Linked DNA regions of Pan troglodytes: region 2 is linked to region 1. Evidence: chromatin contacts called from public HiChIP or PLAC-seq data. All regions are on one chromosome and are shown on one strand. Each heading gives the region's core, a stretch centred on a gene start, on an enhancer-like site or on the middle of the called end of the contact. The rest is flanking DNA. Distances are from core to core; before and after follow the strand shown. Region 1 holds the start of SHANK1 (SH3 and multiple ankyrin repeat domains 1). Region 2 holds the start of KLK4 (kallikrein related peptidase 4).

What was found. HiChIP or PLAC-seq counts read pairs in DNA pulled down with a chosen protein or histone mark.
Region 2: an H3K4me3 HiChIP or PLAC-seq map of stem cell-derived excitatory neurons shows a contact between it and region 1, with 2.7 times the contacts expected there. The contact joins the promoter of KLK4 here to the promoter of SHANK1 in region 1. A contact is called at or near these places in 1 of 7 Hi-C or Micro-C datasets (induced pluripotent stem cells) and 1 of 1 datasets of contacts at active chromatin or transcription factors (stem cell-derived excitatory neurons).

What each region holds. Positions count from the first base shown.
Region 1 is chr20:53,607,162-53,609,867 of NHGRI_mPanTro3-v2.0_pri, reverse strand. SHANK1 (SH3 and multiple ankyrin repeat domains 1) reads left to right here and starts at 1,309. Exons shown (of 24, transcript XM_024351604.3): 1 at 1,309-1,728. It overlaps CLEC11A (C-type lectin domain containing 11A), which reads right to left and starts at 2,431. Exons shown (of 5, transcript XM_054672655.1): 1 at 2,085-2,431. The coding sequence starts at 2,416.
Region 2 is chr20:53,798,037-53,800,742 of NHGRI_mPanTro3-v2.0_pri, reverse strand. KLK4 (kallikrein related peptidase 4) reads left to right here and starts at 1,353. Exons shown (of 5, transcript XM_009436135.5): 1 at 1,353-1,479. The coding sequence starts at 1,419.

The DNA.
Region 1 (2,706 bases), core at 60-2,559:
GAACTGCCCCCTGCAGGCCCTGGAGGTGCTGTTGGAGCTGGGAGAATGAGGAAGCCTGGGCTAAGGGGACACTCATCACTCACTGCTGCCCTGTGGGATCTGCTCTGTCCCTGTGGGTGCGTCCCAGGCATGAATGAGCTGTCTGCCTGCAGCTGGCTGCATATGCGTGCCTACACAGACATGTGCAAACTCTGAGGAGACGGTTGGGTGTGTCTGTGTGTGACGAATAAGGATATGCAACTATGAGGGGATATGCCCAGTAGTGAACAACAGTGGTCAAGTGAGGACTTTGGAGCCAGCCTACCTGTTCCTGATCCTTGTTACCACCTCCTTACAGCTGGATGACCTTGGGCAAGTTACTTAGCCTCTCTGTTCCTTGGTTTCCCCCTCTGGAAAATGGGGATGGTGAAAGTCCCTGCGCCTGGCACACAGAAAGTGCTCCAGGAATGTCAGCAGTAACTATCCTGGAGGGGAAGGATGGCACGGTGTTGGGCATGTAAATGGGTGAGTGCGAGCCAGTGCAATGGACAGCACGGTGGGTGGGTGTGATGGGAAGGCGTGCACACGTCTCTACAGTGCTGTAACTCCGTTTTGGTGTTGAGAGATCTGGGCATGCATACCGGGGTGAACGCCTGTGTGCGTGTGTGCGCGCGCACGTGCGTGTGTGGTGGGCAAATGTGTGCATGTGCTGCGTGTGTGCCCGGGCACAGGGGTGTGACAACTGCATGTAGCTGGGTGTGTTTGTAGCTGTGTACCCCAGGTGCATTGTGTCTGGGCATGCATGCGCTGGAGAGGGTGTGTATGTGGGGACTCTGCAGGTGCCGTTACAGCTGGTGACTATGCACCTGTGCCTTGGGGAAATGTGGCCTGGCCCAGGTATGTCCACGTGTGCCCTGACCCAGTGCTTAAATGGAAAGGGTGTGTGTGTGTTTGGGGGGACAGGGTGGGAATCTATAGCCTTCACACTTAAATTTGGGGGTGTAGAGTCTGGCAACAAATATTTATTGTGCCCCACTCTGTGTAGGGCGGCGGGGAGCTCTCTGGGAGGGGGTGATCCTGAGGTGTGTGTGGGGGGCACCCTTATGGGGGCAGGACCCCTTCGTCGGGGTATGGGAGCAAGCAGGGGCGGAGTCAGGATTTGGGGACTCGGAGGTGGTGAGGAGTGGTGGGGGAGGGCAAGGGTAGGGGGCGGAGCCGGCGGCGGTGGGGGATGGGCGAGGTTTGGGGGCGCGGGGAGGGGCGATGTCTCCTCCGCCGGCTCCTGGAGGGAGGGGAGAGGGCGGAGGGAGGGGAGGGAGGGAGAGAGGGAGGGAGAGAGACAGGGTGAGGGAGAGACAGCGAGAGCGAGAGAGCGAGAAGGGTGGCAGAGGAGGCGCGGAGCGGGCGGCGGCGGCGGCGGCCCGAGGAAGAGGAGGAGGAAGAGCAGGCGGAGACGCGGCGCCCGGAGCCGGCCGGACCGAGCCGGGGGCGGGCGAGGAGGGGCGCGGCGGCCGCGGCGGAAGGGGGGGCGCTCTGCGGATGGCCAGGCCCGGCCCGCGGGGGGGGTGAGGTCCTCGGCCCTCCCGCCCTCCCCCCCGGTCCCCGCCCGCCCCCTCCCCGGGCCCGCTCGCCCTCCGGGGCGGTGGGGCATGGCCTGAGGGTCCCCCGTCTCCGGGGGGGTGGGGGGTGGGGGGAGGGGGGAGGGGCCGCGGGCGCCGCCGACCGGGACTCAGCAGCCCCGCCAGGCAGGTAAGGGGGTCGAGAACCTGGGGGGTTGGGGCAGCTGCGGGGCCGGGGCCGCGGGAAGGGGCGAGGGCGCCCCGGATGTCCTTGGCCCGGCGCCGGGCTCCTGGCCTGGGTGTGCGGCTGGGGGTACGGGTGAGGTGGGGAGCGTTGCCCTGGGCGACACCAAATTGGGTTACGCCCGGGTCCCCGGTGCCCCGTCCCAGATCGCATCCTTGATGGGAGGGCGCGCCCCCCACCCCCCGCCAGCAGAGCCCCTATCCCGAACCCGCCTCCCGGCTCTCCGGGGCCAAGGGCTCGGTCCTGGTACCCGCCTCCCCGCCCAGCCCGGCCACTCCCCCGCCTCGCCCTCCCTGGCGTACCTGGGCCCCTCCGCCAGGTCACCCTGGTCCCCACTCCCCTCCAGCGAGGGTCTAGGCCCGGGCCTCCTCCGCCCCTTTCGACCCCTCCAGCTCCCGCTTCTCCTTCCAGGCTCCTCCAGTCCCTTTCCACCCCTGCCCAAGCTCCCTGCGTCCCCACCAGGTCTCCAGTCCCTACACCGCCGGCCGGCGCGCCCCCTCGGCTCCCGCCCCCGACTCCTGCTCCCCGGTGCCCCCCGCCCCTCTCCCCGGCCGGGTTCTCCCCCACCAGTTTCCCAGCCTCGGCTCCGGCTCTCTCTCCCCGCCCCTCCCCGCCTCCCTCCGCCTCCATTCATTCTCCCTGGCCCCGCTCTCGGCCACGCCAGCCGCCCCCTGTCCCCCCACAGCCTCCCAGGGCACCCCCTCTCTCGCGTCCTCCACCACCCCCCTCGCCGATTCCTCAGCCCGTCTCGGTACCAGCTGCGTGCCAGCTATTCTTAGCCGCGGAGCGTTTGATTCATGCCGCCCCGGCGGAGCGTGCCCGCTCCCTCCCGCGAGCCCTGAGGGGGAGGGGCCGGAGCCGGCCCGGGGGGGCTGGGGCAGCCGTACGCGCGGGGGGCCCTAGCCAGCTTTTCTTTCATCCCAC
Region 2 (2,706 bases), core at 104-2,603, 190 kb before region 1:
TCCTGTGGCCCCAGCACCTGCCGCAGAGCTCGGAGTGTGGTAGGCACTCAGCTGCTTTTCACTGAGCGAAGACTTTTTAGTTCTCCCGCTCACAGAGAGCCTACGATGTGCCTGGCACTGTGTGCCTTTCCCTGAATTACCTCTTTGAATCCACTTGGGAAATGGGGCATAATGGTCACTCCAGTTTTACAGTTGGAAAAACAGGCTCACAGGGGTGCAGTCACTTGCCCAAGGTTCCAAAAATAGTTCGTGATGTAGGCTGGATACGAACCTGGGGAAATTTGCTGGAGAAGCACAGAAAGAGAGGGATGAAGGAGGAGGGGAGAGAGAGAGAGAGATTTAATTTAAAAAGAGAAAGAACATGAGAGAGAACAGGAGAGAATGAGAGGAAATGAAAGAAAACACAAGAAAAATAATGAGAGAGAATGAGAGAAAGAAAGAAGAAGAGAAAGAGAAAATGAGAGATACAGGCAAGAGAGAGGTATCTCATGAGAGAGAATAAGAACATGAAAAGAGAAAGAATGAGAGAGAGAGAGAGAGAGAAAGGAGAGTGTAGTCTAGGATCTGGGCAGGGGTCTCCTCCCTGGGTCCCTAGACCCTGCTGCCAGCCCCTTCTGGGCCCCCAACCACTGCCTGGTCAGAGTTGAGGCAGCCTGAGAGAGTTGAGCTGGAAGTTTGCAGCACCTGACCCCTGGAACACATCCCCTGGGGGCAGGCCAGCCCAGGCTGAGGATGCTTATAAGCCCCAAAGAGGCCCCTGCGGGAGGCAGCAGGCTGGAGCTCAGCCCAGCAGTGGAATCCAGGAGCCCAGAGGTGGCCCGGTAAGAGGCCTGGTGGTCCCCCACTAAAAGCCTGCAGTGTTCATGATCCAACTCTCCCTACAGCTCCATTCGCTGGATTCTCAGCCTCTGTGCCTTCTGTCTCCACATCTCTCTAGACAGATCTCTCACTGTCTCTAGTTAGGAGTCACTGTCTCTAGTTAGGGGTCTCTCTGTCTCTCTGAATCTATATCTCCATGTCTAACTCTCAGACTGTCTCTGAGGATATCTCTCAAGCACTCTGTCTCTCCGGCTCTGATTCTCTGTGTGTCTGCCCTCCATGCTTATTTGTGGGTGGCTAGACACCATCTCTCGCCATTCACAGATGGCTAGATGCTTTCTCTAAACTTTCCTTTCTACCTAGTTCTCTCTCTCTCTCTTTTCCCATCTCTCTCTCTCTTTTTCTCTCTCAGTCTCTAAATCTGTCTCTCTAGGTTCTGGGTCCATGGATGGGAGAGGGGGTAGATGGTCTAGGCTCTTGCCTACCTAATAACGTCCCAGAGGGAAGAAAGGGAGGGACAAAGAGAGGGATGGAGAGACTTGGGCTGAAGATCCCCAGACACGGCTAAGTCTCAGTCCTCATCCCCAGGTGCTGACGTGATGGCCACAGCAGGAAATCCCTGGGGCTGGTTCCTGGGGTACCTCATCCTTGGTGTCGCAGGTATCTGAGTATGCGTGTGTGTGTCTGTCCGTGCTCGGGGGCACAGTGTTTGTTAATGTTCAGGTGTGACTCAGTGTCCTCTTGCTTGTGACTGCAAAGCTGCCTGTGAGACGGTACCGTGTTATCCGTCCCCCATGGCTGTGCCCTTGCAACTCCTTGTATCGTGGTGAATTTGTGTGTGGCAGTGTGCCTGGGTGTGTGGTTGTACCTGTGAGACTCTGACAGTTTGTGCCTCTGAATATCTGGTGGAGTGACAACAGTGTAATGATGATATGGGGACAGGGGAAGCCGAGGGTGCAGGAGATTGTGCTTCCTGGGGAGTGATCCATTGCTGGGAATCTGCGCCTGCTTCCTGGGTCTTCAGTCCTGAGATCCCCCTCTCCCACCCCCAAGGAACTCACCTCACAGGACTATAAAATGGTGTTTTGGTGTGCATGGGCTCGTGGCTGGGTGTGACTGTGGGCAAGGCTGGGAGAGGATAGGAGTGACTCGGCGCAGGACCGACTTTGAGCATCGGTCTGCGCAGACAAGTGACCCGATCCTTGCTCCCAGCAACAACTCCACCCCCTGAGCTTTAATTCACCCCAAAGGACCCGATCCTACCGCTGTGAGCCTAGACTCCTCTGTTGAACCCCTCCTGACCGTGGCTTTGCACCGCGATGGCACCAGTCTCACCTCCAGAGCTCACCCCAGAGCCCTGACTCCGCCCCAGGAGCCCTGGTCCCACCTTCTGAGACTGCCTCTAGCCATAACCCAGCTCTTGAAGCCTTGATGGCGCCCCTGCGCTGTAACCCCAACCCTAGGAGCACTGATCCCGCCTTCTCAGCCCACCCCCATGCCCTGACTCTCCTCCCAGGAGCCCTGACTACCCTGAATCCCTGACCAGGCTCCTGCACCGTGATCACCGCCCCTGGGAGCCCTAGGCCTATATACTGGACCAGCCCCTGAAGCTCCGATCATGCCCCCTGCACCATAACCCCACCCCCAGGAGCCCTGGGTCCGCCCCCTGGGCCCGCCCCCAGCCCTGACTCGGCCCCCGAAGAGTCCTGACTGCTCCTGAAGCCCTGACCACGCCCCTGCTCGGTAACCCCTCCCCCAAGAGCCCTGGGCCCGCCTCCTGAGCCCGTTCCCAGCCCTGACTCCGCCCCGAGGAGCCCTGACTGCTCCTGAACCTCTGACCACGCCCCTGCTCGGTAAGCCCACCCCCCAGGAACCCTGGGCCCGCCT